Linked DNA regions of Anser cygnoides: region 2 is linked to region 1. Evidence: chromatin contacts called from public Hi-C data. All regions are on one chromosome and are shown on one strand. The core of a region is the stretch at or near the end of the contact, and the rest is flanking DNA. Distances in the headings are between cores, read along the strand shown.

What was found. A called contact is a pair of places that touch in the nucleus more often than the background predicts.
Region 2: a contact with region 1 is called in a Hi-C map of liver, with 1.8 times the contacts expected there. The contact joins the enhancer-like site here to the promoter of PLD1 in region 1. A contact is called at or near these places in 3 of 7 Hi-C or Micro-C datasets (all in liver).

The regions. Positions count from the first base shown.
Region 1 is chr9:21,779,877-21,787,070 of Taihu_goose_T2T_genome, forward strand. It overlaps PLD1 (phospholipase D1), which reads left to right and starts at 3,766. Exons shown (of 27, transcript XM_048059580.2): 1 at 3,766-3,923.
Region 2 is chr9:21,818,780-21,825,973 of Taihu_goose_T2T_genome, forward strand. It overlaps PLD1 (phospholipase D1), which reads left to right. Exons shown (of 27, transcript XM_048059580.2): 17 at 637-765; 18 at 1,024-1,142; 19 at 1,302-1,415; 20 at 5,375-5,485; 21 at 6,183-6,271. Among named protein-coding and RNA genes, the nearest start is that of TNIK, 29 kb to the right of the region's middle. Within about 2 kb of position 3,017, at least 2 of the 3 cell types and tissues checked have open chromatin away from gene starts, as enhancers often do. A contact at or near this core is called in liver, where this site is marked.

The DNA of each region.
Region 1 (7,194 bases), core at 2,516-5,015:
GTTGCATCTTGCTTTTTCTTGCTGCCTCCTGGCAGGACGCAGTTTGTGGTGTGGGCAGGGGAGGGAGGGCAAAACCCCCTGACTTCAAAACCCCCTAGCAAAACCCCTAACTTCAGCGCAGCCAGGCGTGTCCCCGGCACCAGTTCCCATTCGGGAAGGGGAAGGGGAGGTGGCAGCCGGTCCCAAAGCTGCTCTGGGCCCTGTGACGCTGCTCCCTGCGGTCACCTGGATGTCTTCCCAGAGCAGGACAGCCGTCCTCCAGCAGGTGAAGGTGGGTCACGTCGTGCTGTGTGGGAGTGGGACGGCAGGAAGAGCTGTGCCCAGCCCCGGTGCTGGGGAGGACGGCGCGGGTTGTTTTCGGACGGACTTGTTGAGCTCCCTCAAACCTGTCATTCATGCCGCCGCGCGGCTTTAAATAGCAAGACGGCGTGCGTCGTAGCTTAACACCATACGGAGCTGCTTTGCACTCTCTCCTTCCTCCAGATACCGTGCTGCGCACGCTGACGTGCCTGGCATTCCTCCGCGCGCACCGGGAGCACTGCGCACGGCAGCTCCCGCTTCCCACCCCGGCCACACCGTGCCTGGGCCGCATGGTGCACCCTGGGACCTGCACAGCCGAGGCTGGCCCTGCCCCACTGCAAGTTTCCGAGTTCTTTTTCCCTTACCAATTTCATTCACGCTTCCCCCTTGAGAGGCAAAAAAAAAAAAATACCCAAACAGCGCGAGCTTTGTTTTTGTTTCCATGGGAATTCTGCGAGAGGGGGAGGCTGTGAAAGAAAACTGAAATATCCCGGCCAAGCCCGATCATGTTGGGATCCTGGGCAGCCGCTGAGCCATCTCGCAGCAGCTAAAGCCCAGGGGTCCCGCTGTCCCCTGGTTGTCCCCTGCCCAGGGACGGGGCTGCCGCTGCTGCCGCGGTGTCGTGGGGAGCCTCGCTGCTCTGCGGGGCCGCGCCACAGCCAGCGCTTCGGGCATGAGAAGATGTGACTACAAGTCCCAGGAGGCACCGTGGCCAGGCCGGCTGCCAGGGCTAAGTGCTCAAACTTCCTCCCCTGCCTCTTCCTCCAAAGTTAGGATGGCAATTGTTTTCCCTGAAGGATGGGGGAGGAGAAGAAAAAAGTACTTGGCTGTTTTCAGCTCCGTCCCGCAGCACCTCGTGGGGACGTGCCGCTCTCCTTTCTGAGTGCGTTGCTCTGAAATGCCCACCGAAAACCACATTTTCAGCTCCTGGTTCAGCTCCTAGCGAGGCACAATAACCCCGGTGTCCTGAAGGACCGCAGCGCCGCACGTGCCTGCGATACACGCGGAGGCTGAGAGACCGCTGGGCGAGCTGGCAGAGGGGAGCAGGGTCCCCCCGGCTGGCAGATGGCCCCTGGGCAGGCAGCACGGCCCCAGCAGCGCCCCGAGTTCCTGCCCAGCTGAGCTCAGGGCCAGGAGAAGGCAGCCCCCCGTGGCACAGCACAGGCACCGGCACCAGCATCCCCCGTGCTTGGTGCCTGCGAGGTCCGTGCAGGCGCGGAGGAAACGCAGGGAGGAAAAAGGCTCCTCCAGGTTGGCTGCAGCCAAGAAGGACGGGCGGAAGAGTGCTCGGCTCAAGAGATAGATGGCTTTTTCCTTTGTTTGTGTGTTTTCGCCGTCTTTGACACTTTGCTGAACCTAGAAAGTGTCGGCTGCTGTGAGCAGTTGCAGCTGAAGTGTGGCTGTTTGGCTGCCCCGGGCTGGGGAAACAGCCTGGCGTTTGTGACACCGTGAATAACACAGCTCTGGGGATCGTACTGGTGTAGCTGTGGTCATTTCACTCGGGGAAAGCACCCTGGTGAGAAGAATTAGGCGGGTGAATGCCTGTATTCGGGTGGTATCTGCGTTCACCGAGTCAGGGCAATCCCAAGCAGGACTCCTCCGAAATGGCTGAGGAGTGGGGCACCCTCCTGTGTGCCAGCGCCTGGGCAAAACTGCTTTTTGCCCAAGGGTGGAGGGGAGACTGCATTTCCAGGTGCAAGACTGTGGCTTCCTCCCCTCCCCTCGTTGGCCACCACCGTTGTCTGTGGTGCCAAGCGGTGAGTGAGACTGGGGTCGGGGGCCTCATCTGAAAAAATGAATAGTAATAATCCCCATTCCTTCTCCTGGGCGGTCTTTCAGCTGGAGGGTTGGGTTTGGTGGGCAGCAGCGCAGGCTCTCAGCAGTCCTCGAAAAGCCCTTCTGCAGATGTCTCTGTGCCTTACGCATCCCCACTTCGGGCCAACTCATTAGGCACAACAACAAAAAAATTTAAAGAGAAGGAGAGACATGAATAAAATGCAGAAAAAAAAAAAGTAAAGGAAAGCAAAGGTTGCTAACATTGTCACCTTGGTTTTTCCAGGACCCAGCCGCATCGCTCCCTGTGTGACCCGTACGCAGTGCGCTCCTGGCACCAGCGGCTCGCGGTAGATGAGCGAAGCTGGCATCCCCTGTGACGGTGGCCAGCGTCCTCAGAGAGCTGTGGGGAAGCTTCTGGAGACCGAAAGTCAGGTGGGAACAGAGAGCAAAAGAAATCCCAGCCTCGCCCGTTCTGTGGTCGCCCGACACCGTTGCGTTTCCCCGGGGTGTTTTAGGAGGCCTCTGCCCGGGATGCGCTCCGTGGGTTGCCCCTGGCTCAGGGAAGGCGCTGGGAAGAGCGGCGAGGCGCTCTCCGCAGGTGCTGCGCGCGGCCCTGCCCGGGCTCAGCGCCCTGGGAGCGGACGAGCCGTGCTGCGGCGCTCTCGGGCAGCCGGCTCAGATTTCTGAGTGTGATTTTAAGTGCCAAGGGCGGCACTCACGGTGTTTGCAGAAAGTCAGCCGAGCCAGAGCAAACCCCGCCTGGACAGACGGAGCGGACGTGGGGCAGGTGGGCTCGGAAACGGTGCTGGTGCTGGTGGCCCAGCCTGGAGCTGTGCTGGGGAACGTGGGAACGCTTCAATATCGCACTGCCAGGGCACTATCTGTACCTGAAGTTGGGTTATTTATCCGTCTGGGTCTGAGGGGCACGGCTCAGTTCCTTGCTACTTAAATAAAACAAAACAAAATAAATCCTTTAAGGAAGAAAACCATCACAACCGCACCGAAGCCTTGCCGTAGGGGCAGAAGTGGGAGCGCTGAATTCCCTGGAAGAAGCCCCCGGGACGCCCCCCGTACGGCTGCAGGGCTGGGAGCTGGGCTGCAGCCAGGATTGGGGCAGCGTGCGGGGCTGCCCGAGCTGCCCAGCGTGCGGAGGGGTGTCGCTTCTCCGCGTGTCGGCTCGGTGCTTCTCTTGAGCACAAAAATTTTTTCCCTGTTCCTACAAAATCTGCGCCTTTGTGATTAGCGAGGGCTTTGTGGATGGAAGCGACGTGAGAAACGCAGGGTTTGCAGCCGCGTACCGCTCAGACCCACGCAGAATGTGACCTTAATGTGATCCTTAAGTTGTGCAGCGCTAACGGTGGCACCGCTGCGTTTCATTCAGCCTGGGTGTGCACGCGCTTGTGCCCCCCGTGCCAAACCCAATTCCTTAGTGGGGGGGGGGCAAGCCTCCTTCCCCTGCCCAAACTGGCTGCGGAAGGGGAAGAAGGAAGGCGAGCTTTGCGTCCCCGTGCTGGGGGGGAATGCCCAAGCAGCCCCCCCTCCCAATTAAGCGCTCCTTTTAATTACCCCCCCCCCCATGACAAGGGGTCTCCCCGCCCCGAAGCGCCAGCAGCAGCCCCCCCCCGGCGCTGTCCCGGCGCACGGGGAGTGGTTTCCCCGCAAGTGGCCGCTATAGGCTGGGGCTGGGGCTGGGGCTCGCCTCGCCCCGCCCGGGGGGAGCCGGCCCTGGGCTTGGGGCTGCTGCCTTTGGGGTTTTGAGGCTGCTGGTTTTGGGTTTTTGGGGGCTGCGGCGCGGCCCCGAGCCGGGACTGGGCACCATGAGGCCGCCGCTCCCCCGGGGGCACGAGGTTGGTGGGGACCGGGGGGGGGGACAAGGGAGGGTTAGAGGGGGGGTTAGAGGGTACGGGGGGCTGAGGGGAAAGGGGGTTATGGGGTAGGGGGGTTAAAGCCGGGGGGCGCCGCCCGTGGGGGTCTCCCCGTGGCTGCAAAGTTCGCTCCCGGGGCTTGCAGGGGGCTTGCGGCGCCTTGGTGCGGGGGGGGTTGCAGCGGGGGGCGGTGGGGACAGGGCTCGGGACAGGGCTCGGGACTGCTCGGGACAGGGCTCGGGACACGGGTGGGGACCCGGGTGGGGACCCGGGTGGCCGCGCTGTCGCCTCCAGCTCCGGTGCCCGCCCGCATCGCCGCGCTCCTGCCCGGCTCGGGGCACATCTGGAGCCCCGAAACGCCTGGGAGCGGGCCCGGGACACGGCCGAGGCCGGCCCCGAGGTCCCGGGTGGGTTTTGGGGCCGTCGGGGCTGGCTGAGTCTCGCTCGTCCCGGCCGCGTTTGGGCTGCCCGAGGCCGGGGCTGGCGCCCACCGCGCCGGGGGAGCCACCGCGCCCTGCTCCCGGGCAGCCCGGAGGGGAGACGCCGATTCAAGGGGCTTGAATGGCCCAAAAAAATCCTATTTCCCCACCCCGTGCAGCCGCTGGTGTCTGACAGCGTGTGCCCGTGAGAGTGGCTCGCAGGTGACCGGGGACTTTCATCCCCGGGGATGGCTAGCGCGTCCCAAAGCCGGGCGGCTCCCGGCAGCACGCTTCTCCTCTGCCCAGGCTCAGCTCACGTGGGGAAGGCTGAAGGGTCTCGCTAAACCACCCGTGTGCACGTTCAATTTCGTCCAGGTACCTAGCATCCTCCTTCAGGACTACTGAGAGTTGGTTTCGAGGCTCTGGTCTGGAAAAAAAAAAACACCCCAGGGACTTCTCCTGGGCCCCCCTGGTGCTGTTTCGGCTGCGAGGAGCCCCAGCTCAGGGGCAGGGGGACACGGGCAGCTCTCGTGGCTGGGGAAGAGTTTCCCAGGATCAGAGCTGCCACTTTTAGCTGCTGAGGATATGGTTTTACGTATAAATAAATGAAGGACAAATTCCTAAGTCTGAGGTAGGTGATCTCTGCTGGTGAAATCACCCTGTTGTGGAGCGGCCTGCAATCACATGCCTCAGCTGGAAATTTTTACTACTTTTGCTAACAGCAGATTGTAAAGGCCTGTGTCAACTTGACTTTGTTATCCCCTGTAATTTATGAGGTGCTCTTTAGACTGCAGGTGTGTCTGCAGGAGAGGAAGGATCTGGTGTTTTAGTGGGTCTGTTCTCAGGACGTGATTTGAGAAACGTCTTCCTTGAAAATCTCTGCAAAGAAGTGTGGTCGTGCCCCCTTTATTTGCTAGGCATGGACCGAACTTGGTTTTTTCCACTTACTCTTTCTCTGCTAATTGATTTAAAGCAAGCCAGCAAACCTTCAGGGAAAGAAATATCAGGGGAAATAACACTCGCTGCCAGTACTGCCACAAATTGTGTTCCCGGGAAGTGGAATGGCAAAGTGAATGCCAGTCCCTGATGCTCATACAGCCTCCTGCATCGCTCTGCTCCGGCTCTGCCCAGCGAGCGGGCTGCGGGCAGCACCGCGCTGCCACCAGCGGCTCCCGTCTGCTGCCAGCTTTGCTGCAGACAGGTGGCTTTCCAGCTCCACACCAGCACGGCTGTTTTGAAGGAAGTCATTTAAAAGATAAGGATGATTTTAAAAACTGGTTTGAGTGGGAACCAGTGTTTTACCGGGGACCTACATCAGTCCCCGGGAAGCAATCTGAGCTTCTCCGGGCATTGGTTTGCCGGAGCGTCTTGTGGCAGCGGTTACCTGCTGCTTGTCGAGGCTTCTGCAGAGTGAGGAGGGCAGGAGCCAGCCCTTCACGCCATTTCCTCCCATTGTCTGACAACCCATGGTGTGTTTTTAACTTGCTCTCGCCTGTCCTGAGCTGTGAAAACTCCTGCAGGGACCGAAAGAGACTTGGTCACGGCTGGGGCTGACGGAAGCCGCGGTTTCATTCTTTTTGCCTCCCCTTCCCCAAACCTTGCCGAGCTTTTCTGCTGAAAAGAAGGCTGTTTTGGTATTTCGGGTGGTGTTCAGGTGCTGCTTGCCGCGCCGTTCCTGCGCCCTCTGGGACGTGGGATGTGCGAGGGGCTGGCACGCAGCCCAGCGGGTCTGTGTGTGCCCTGCTGCCGGGCGGCCCGAGCTGGCCCCGCCGAGCTGCAGGGTGGAGATGCGTGCAGACAGAAAATACATCCTTATATATTTATTACGTGTTATCTTATATATCTGCACGTAGTTTGTTTTTAACAGATATCTGGTTGGGCACCTCTGCCCTGCTGCTTGCTGCCAGGGCCCCGTGGGCGGCTGCCAGATGCCCGTACCAGCTCCCTGCGTGCAGGCACCCTGGAAAGCAGAGGGAGTGGGGGAAAAAAGCTCCGTTTCCCAGCTTTTCTCTCCAAAACACGCACCATGCTGTGCGTGTGTCTCCCACCCACTCGACACAGGGTGTCCAGGGTGGTGGGAGGCAGCCGATGCCCTCGTGGTAGGGGACACGTGCCCAGCCCCTGCCTCCCAGGGGGGCGTGGAGGAGGTAAAAGCATGGGTTTGCAGATCATAAATTGTGTTTTATATATATATATATATTTGTGCCTTCAGGATTCAGAGCTTTCTGTTTCCACACGATAATAGCAGGAGATATCTAATCGTTGGGGTCGGCACCGTGCAGTGCCACCACCGCCCCGAGCCCTTCGCTCAGCCCTGCTGCTGGTGCCCGTGTGCCGTGGTGGCGTTCAGCGCTCCCAGGCTGCCGGAGCAGATAAACAGCACGGGCTGGGGGTTAACGGAACGGGGCAGGCGTGGGGGAAGCTGGCTGGTGGCTGGTGCTCCCACGACGGGAGGGACTCCCTAAAAAAGGGGCCAGGAGGAGAGGGAGTCATTAAGCCAAGGACCTGCTGCTGCTGCGACACCAAGCATGCCGTGCCCATCCAGCGTGAAAACACAGCGTGCAGCCAGGGTTTGCTGCCGGAAAGGGGTGCAGGTGTTTAATATCGAGATAAGCTTGCTATCTTGGGGTGGTTATCGAGTCGTGTGCTGGCTTTATTGCCAAGAAAATATGTCGAAGAGTGGGGCTGGATGGGAGCATTGCAGGTCACAACCTGGCAGACCCGGCAGCATCTCCCAGGCGCACGTCCTGTGGCTGCACGGAGCCACGTTGGGCACGTGCGGCGTTCACACCTCGCTGCTCTCTGCCTGATCGCCTTCCTGCAGCCGTTCTCCT
Region 2 (7,194 bases), core at 1,767-4,266, 38 kb after region 1:
ATTTTTAATCACCATCAGTTTGGAATTCTAGATTCATTTGCCCAACATATCAAATTATATCAAAAGATGACATTGTTATCTGAAAAGCAAAAACAAAAACCAAACCACAATATTTAATGAGGAAACTTTTAAATCATTGCATTCTAGTTAATAAAGACTAGCTTATATTACAGGCAATACACCCTACTGTAGAGTGAAACTCAAACCATCTAGCAGAAAAGTTGGAGTTAGCATTGTAAAACACATTTGGTAGATGATATACGTGACATTATTGTACACAGATCCACTAAGGTCAGTCACAGCTGGGAGTGGACTCCCCCATGGTAACATTTAGGTGGAAAGACAAATAATTACGGGGTAATTTTTAGGCCCAGTGTAGAGAGAATTCAGCATTTTGGTTCCATAACACACTCAGATATATACAGCCTGTCCTGGTCATATAACAAATATTAAAATGGGAAGAAGAAATACTAAAATGCCTCTCTGAAAGCAACTGAAAGACTAGGGAGAAAATGGCCTCAGCTGACCGGGACTGGCAAGTCCCACCGGTGCTTTTCTGTGGGTCTGTCACCAGTGCTGTGCGAGGGACAGCCATGACTTTGGAGTGTGTGTTTTTGTTTTGTTTGCCCGTGGCAGATAAAGGATCCATCCGCAGCTTGAAGACGGGTGTTGGCGAGCTGCTCGGGGAAACCAGGTTCTGGCACGGCAAAGACTACTGCAACTTCGTCTTTAAAGACTGGGTTCAGCTTGACAAACCTTTTGCCGGTAAGTGCCTCTGGAAGTCATGAGACCGTTTGGGTTTGGCTGCTGGGAAGCAGCAGCAAAGCTCCCTTGGAAAGGGCCAGCTCTGCTCTGACGGTCCCTGGATGTGACTGTGGGTGACTGCACGGTGCGTCCAGATCAGCCTGCACAGCCCCTGGTGCCACGTCCCAGAGGGCTTTAGTTTGAGGAGGGGGATGCCGCGGTTTTCCCCGTTTGTGTCCTTTGTCTGAAGAGGTCCAAATGTGCTTTCCTGTCCCGCAGACTTCATTGACAGATACACCACCCCCAGGATGCCCTGGCATGACATCTCCTCCGTGGTGCACGGCAAAGCGGCGCGCGACGTGGCCCGGCACTTCATCCAGCGCTGGAACTTCACCAAGGTGGGGAGGGGGCGTTGCTGCTGGCAGCACGGCATGCAGCCCCGCTCAGCGTGCCTCGTCCACCTGCCCTCCACAGGCATGCTTGCTTTCGTTTGTGTGTTACTCTGCTCTGTTTCAGTCTCTTCAAGGACTTTTTCTTTTCTTTTTCCCCCCTGGCAGATCATGAAGCCCAAATACCGATCCCTGTCCTACCCATTCCTGTTGCCAAAGACTCAGCAAACTGCCAACGAACTGAAGTACCAGGTGCCTGAGGCTGTTCATGCCACCGTCCAGGTGGGTGCTGATGGTCTCCTGCTCATCTCCCCCTGAGAGAGCTTTCTCCATCTTGCCAGAAGGAAGTATCACCACTTAAAATTATAAAATGAAAAACTCCTACTTAATTTAGCTCGTGGCATAGGTGGTCAGATCTTCAATTACGATAGAATAATGCGACTCTTCAAAAAAAGATGCGTTAATTTATGCCTCCATCTTTGGGGATAAGAGGGCTGAACAGCATGTGGTACTCAAGTTATGGAAGCACCATGACTTTTACAGCTGTGTAGTTTTCTGGTTTGTTTTCTGCTGCTCTTCTTCTAATGCCCAGCATTTGGTTTTGTGTCCTGGGTGGGTCAGGGCTGGCCACTGAGTGCTTATCCCAGATTTTCTCAGAGATGTCTGCCAGGCTCCCAATGCCTTGTCCTGATGGGTCAGTTAAAGCCAAGGATTAAGAGGAGTCTCATGGCTGTTGCTTCCTATGTTGAACTTCATCTGCATTTTGTTATGTAGCCGCTAAGTCCTACGGGTCCTCTGCACACTCAGCCCAGTCTTGTTTCTGACAGTCATCCTCACAGTCAGGATTGCAAAGAGCTGTATTTAAAAGCTGTTAGCTATTTTTGGTGCAAATATTGAATACAAGCGTTAACCAGCAGAAACTTGTTGAGGAACAGAAAGCCAAAACAGTTACGCTGAAGCAGCAAGGCAATAGGGTGCCTCTGTGGACAAGAGATGCATGAAATAAAATGGCTTAGACCAAAACCAGGAAAAATGCATGCCTCTGCTGTTCGTAAGGAGTCGTCCACCCAGATGACAGCAGCGCTTGGGGAAGCTTGGTGTAACAAGATGCATTTTTCTGAGTCTGTGGGCTGCCAGGGCATTGTCTGTGCCTTGCCACGTGGTGTGAGGGGTGGCCAGCACGGGAGTGTGTGTCATCCTTGTCTCATGCAAACGGGTTTGAGCATTTCACATCAAATGCCAAAACAACGTTTGCAGCTTGTTGAGAAATGGTCTCACTCCAGGCATCATCATGCTTCTCTGTGGCTGCAATACCTCCCCGGCTGTGTCCGTGACACCAGCTTCTTTGGAAACTTGGCTCTCACGGAAGCAAGGGGGTTTGTTTCCCCAGAGCACACATTCGAACCTCAAGATAAGACTCAGCTTTTAAATGATGGGCCCCAAAGTTAGGCTCTGCTGATTGCAAAGCTGGAAGCAGCTCCCAGAGGAGAAACCACCCTGAGCACAGCCCCAGCTCTGACTTTCCTTGGGCCCCATGCCTCAGGGCTGCTGGCTGAGCGCATCAGCCCGTGGTGGAGGAGGAGGAGATGTGCATCGAGCCCCCAGTGCCAACACGGTGACTGCTGCCTGCCCTGGGTGCTAGCGCTACCTGGTGATGTGCAGCCTCGTCGCGATGTTTTGGGGGCATGGCAAGTAACTGGCAGTTCCAGGAAATTGCGGGCCGCTCTCACTGATGCTGCAAATAGAGAAAAGAGAGCAGGTTTGTCTTGTGAATTATTAATTTGAAACCACCTCGCTCATTTATAATTTATGCCCCGTTGCAGCTTTTAGAGGCCCCTCAGGGTCCTGATATTGAATCCTTTGTTCAGACACCAGCCAAGCCCACGTTATCCTGCCTTGGTGCTGGGTAGGGGCTGTACAGGCAAATGTCAGAGCAGAAGTTACTGCCCCGAGTGTCCCTGGGTGTGGGGTGGCTGTAGAATATCTGGCTGAGGGTTTTCTTGTTTCTGAGCCTGTCTGCAAATCTGTCTTCAATTGTGGGCAGATCAGAGGCAGAGAAAACACAAAGGATCTGTGGGGATTGCACTGGTACTGCTGGACTGCGCCGCTGACCTGTCGTCAACAGTCTCTGACCTCGTTGTACCATCTGGCTTTGCTCTCCTTTGCAGAGAGGAGCAGGAAAGTGCATTTTAGGGAGGGTTTTTAGAAGGCAGGGTGGGCAGGATCAGTGCTGGCAGAGCTCCCGCGTGGGCAGAGGGGCTGAGTGCAGCGCGTGGGCAGCGCCGTGGAGGTGTGGGCTGGGAGCTCAGGCACAATCCGTCATCCTCTCGCGTCTGAACTTTGGGGCTTTGCTCACAGTAACGCTGCGATTGCACACGGGTTTTGCAAGACTCAAAAGGCCTGCTGCCAAAGGCAGTGCCAGTTTGTTCCCTTCTCTATTTCCATTCTAGCGCTTGCAGTTATCAGCCAAAGATAGCGCTGCAGAAGACGTGGCGCGGTGAGGCAATATCCAGCTCGTGATGTAAGTGCAATGAAGATTTAGTGCCCTGTCCATGACCAAAGCCCACCACACCTCTTTGAAGTCTGCGGGAGAGCTTGCATTGTCCAGGATTTATGATTTAGCCCAGAGCAAGCTGAAAATTTATTACTCTTGTGTCAGTTAGAGGAGCTGGAGATGACAAACCTGGCACAGCACTTGGCACTGCTGTGTGAGATGTCGCTGAGGGGAGAGGAAGGAGAACGGAGCTCTTGGTGGTGGGGCTGCGAGTAGCTCACGACATTTTCTCCTGAGCAAAGCAGCGTAGGTTTAAAGCAGTTCATTTAAAGCACTCCGTCTGGAAAGGATGGGTCTCCAGGAGTGAGAGATGAAGCTGCACTGACTCTGCTGTGGTGCTTGGGGTGAGGGGTTGGCAGTGCCCAGCCTTCCCTGCTGGGTCGCTGCCCCAGCTGTTAGGGAAATTAATTGCCCCCCGAAGGCCCTCAGCTGGGCTACAGCCAGCAGCACACCTTTGGTGGTGGATGGCGACCACAAAGTAATAGCAGGGCTCCAGGCGAAGGTGTCAGACAGGGATGGTATTACGGAGCAAACCCAAAGCTGGAGCTGGACGTGGGGAAGGAAAAGAAATCTGCCGGAGGGATTTCCAGGAAAAAATGAGGCTGAGCCCCAGAAAAGGACAGTTTTTGTTTTGTTTTGTTTTGTTTTTTCACATACTCACACATTTCACAGGTCCACGCTGTTTGGATCTTGTCCTGCGTATGAATGAACTGCTGTGCTGCTCTGATGGCAGTTTTGCGATATTTTAAGGCTATCGTTTCCACGTTTTTATCTTGACAACATTTAAAGACTGAGGCTAATCAAGACTAATTACTGTCCCTGAGCACTACCGACACGTAATTAAAAACGACGTGTTCATCTTGGAGACCGTCGCTCGGGGCATGCCCTCACTGCTGGTCGCGCTGCGCCGGAGGCAGCTGTGGTGGCAGGGGGCTCGGGCTGCCACCAGGCTGCTGGACGCAGCCGAGGGCACGAGCAGATGAGCTGGCTCACGTTGGGTTGGTGCTGGTGCTATTGCAGGGGGAGAACGTGCCCTGGGGACCTTGCAGGATCCGCTTTAGAAGGGGATTTCCAGCACAAATAAATAAGTCAGGTTGGGCAGTTGGACTGCTATGAATGTTCAAAGTCGTATCGTCGCAAAGTGGGTGGCTGTTGCAAGAATTGTGTAGGAGAAATAAATGACCTCAGGTGCACGCGACAAAGATGTGGTCAGCATTATCAAGCTGGCTGAATAATTATGTACATTATTGTTAGGAATTATTACTGTAGGAAAAGGCTTTGACCCAGCTGGAGACCTCAGCTTTAAAAATAGCTGCAGAGGAGAGGTCACCGATCAGATATGCACCCCTAAAGCTTGGAAATTCAGATTGTTTTTAAAACAGCTTATTGTAAGACCTTAAGCAAGAGCAGGTCTTCTTTGCTACTTCTAATTCGTGTAGAGCTGCTTTGTTGGGAGAGAGGAACAAAGCGGCAACATGACAATGCACTTTTGTTTCTGTCCAGACATTATTAAACATTAATTCTGTTTTTAAGCTTCCTTTTCGCTTATTACAAATGGTGAATGTTGCACATATTGCCTTATTTAGTGAGATTCTGAGAGGCAGCAATGCCTCTGAAATAATTCAGTTGCAATGCTGTGCTGTCCTGCATGGGGCTGAGGCAAAAGTGTCGGTCTCTTGCTTTCCAGGTGATCCGTTCTGCTGCTGACTGGTCGGCCGGCATTAAATACCACGAGGAGTCCATCCACAACGCTTACATCAGCGTGATAGAGAACAGCAAGCACTACATCTACATAGAGGTGAGTGGAAAGGAGGGAAAGCAGCAGGATCCTGACGCTCTGAGCAAGGCTTGCAGCCACCAGGAGGGTGGTACTTCTTTTGAGGGTTGGTCTTCTCTGAATTTTGAGACCTGTGGATATTAATACAGAATGTGCTGTGAATTTTTGGGACTGCTTCCACCAACTTCAGACAAGGCTGATGTGTGTGTACCCTGGCAGCCTTCTGACTATAGGGTGGGAAAGCACACCTCTCCTTTACGAACCTCTTCGCAAAGCTGCCAGCAACTTCTGTGGCCTGTGCAGCAGTCTTCCTGCCCCCTGCATGGCCCCCGTGCACGCCCCAAGCCCCCACGCATGAGGCTGCTCCTGCATCCCTGCAGCCTGGAGCTGCAGGAGTCTCCTGTGCTGGAGAGACTCTCAGCCTTGGCTGACCAGAGACACGGATTCTCCTCTTTTCTTATTTTTTTTATTATCCTGTTGTTAAGTTGCTCTTTGTATGAACTGTCTGAACAGAGCGATCAATAAGGACCAATTCATTCCCCAAGCAAGCACAGACACACACATCATCTAATTAAAAAAAAAAAAAAAAAAAAGCATCCGTTCAGACAACACACAAAACACAGCGATCTTTAGTTGCTCTTTGTCTGAAAGTATGCAAATATTTATTTTGTGCATCTCTGGTATCCTGTGACAGTAGTTTTGCTTGTTTTTCCTGCAGAACCAGTTCTTTATTAGCTGTGCTGATGACAAAGTTGTCTGGAACAAGGTTGGCGATGCAATTGCTCAGAGGATTCTTAAAGCGCACAGGTAACCTCTTAACAACACAATGAAAGTCTGCCGGATGCATTTACGCAGTGTGGTTCAAAATAACATCTTAATGGACACCACACTACAATAGTTTTTCCAACACACAACCTGTGTGGGCAGACATCTACTTGCTTTTGCAGCAGTGAGATTCTTCAGTGGTTTCTGTGCTACCGTGCTACCAGGAAGGTTTTGGTTTTTGACCTACCCTGAAGCATATGTGTTTTGAGCGATGTAACTTGTTTGAAAAGCAAGTCGTTCATGCTCTGCAAAGGTCACACCTTTGCTGCAGAGCAAACCAGCCTTGGCCCGTATGGTAGGGCAAGTTAGTGGATGAGGAGGTTGAACTGGGACATGTGGGATGTGCCACTTACTTAAATTATCTGTAGAGAAGATTGCTTTTAAATTGGGGAAGCAAACACATGTCTAGGGTTTTACTGCAGGGTTCAGCTGTTGTTGGAACCACTTCTTCTGGTAAGTGCTGGAGGATATTTACAACCTGCAGCCACTGCAAGGGGACTGCAGCTTGTTCCTGGATGGATCAAACCCAGCTGCGTGTTAGGCACTCCTGTTGCATGAGAATTCCTAACCCCGTGCTGAAGTGAATACCACAGGCAGTGGCTTGTCGTCGCTTTGATCCTGGACCGCCTTGCTTAAGGTTGCTCTTCTGGAGCCTGTCTTTAAGATACATGTGTGTCGTAGTCTAAAACTGTGTCCTGGTCTTGCTGGGCTGATATAGAGAAAGCTCCCTGAACTGCTTTCTTTTACCTCTCACATGCTGCTGTGCCGTGCAATGATTGTTTTTTCCATGTAGCTGTGCAGAGCTCTGCGGGGCCTGCTTTCTCGGAGGTGCTCTCTGGAGTCTCAGAGATTTCACTCTCTTTGGTGCTTGCGCTTGGAAAGTCCCACTTGGGTAAAAGAGGCCA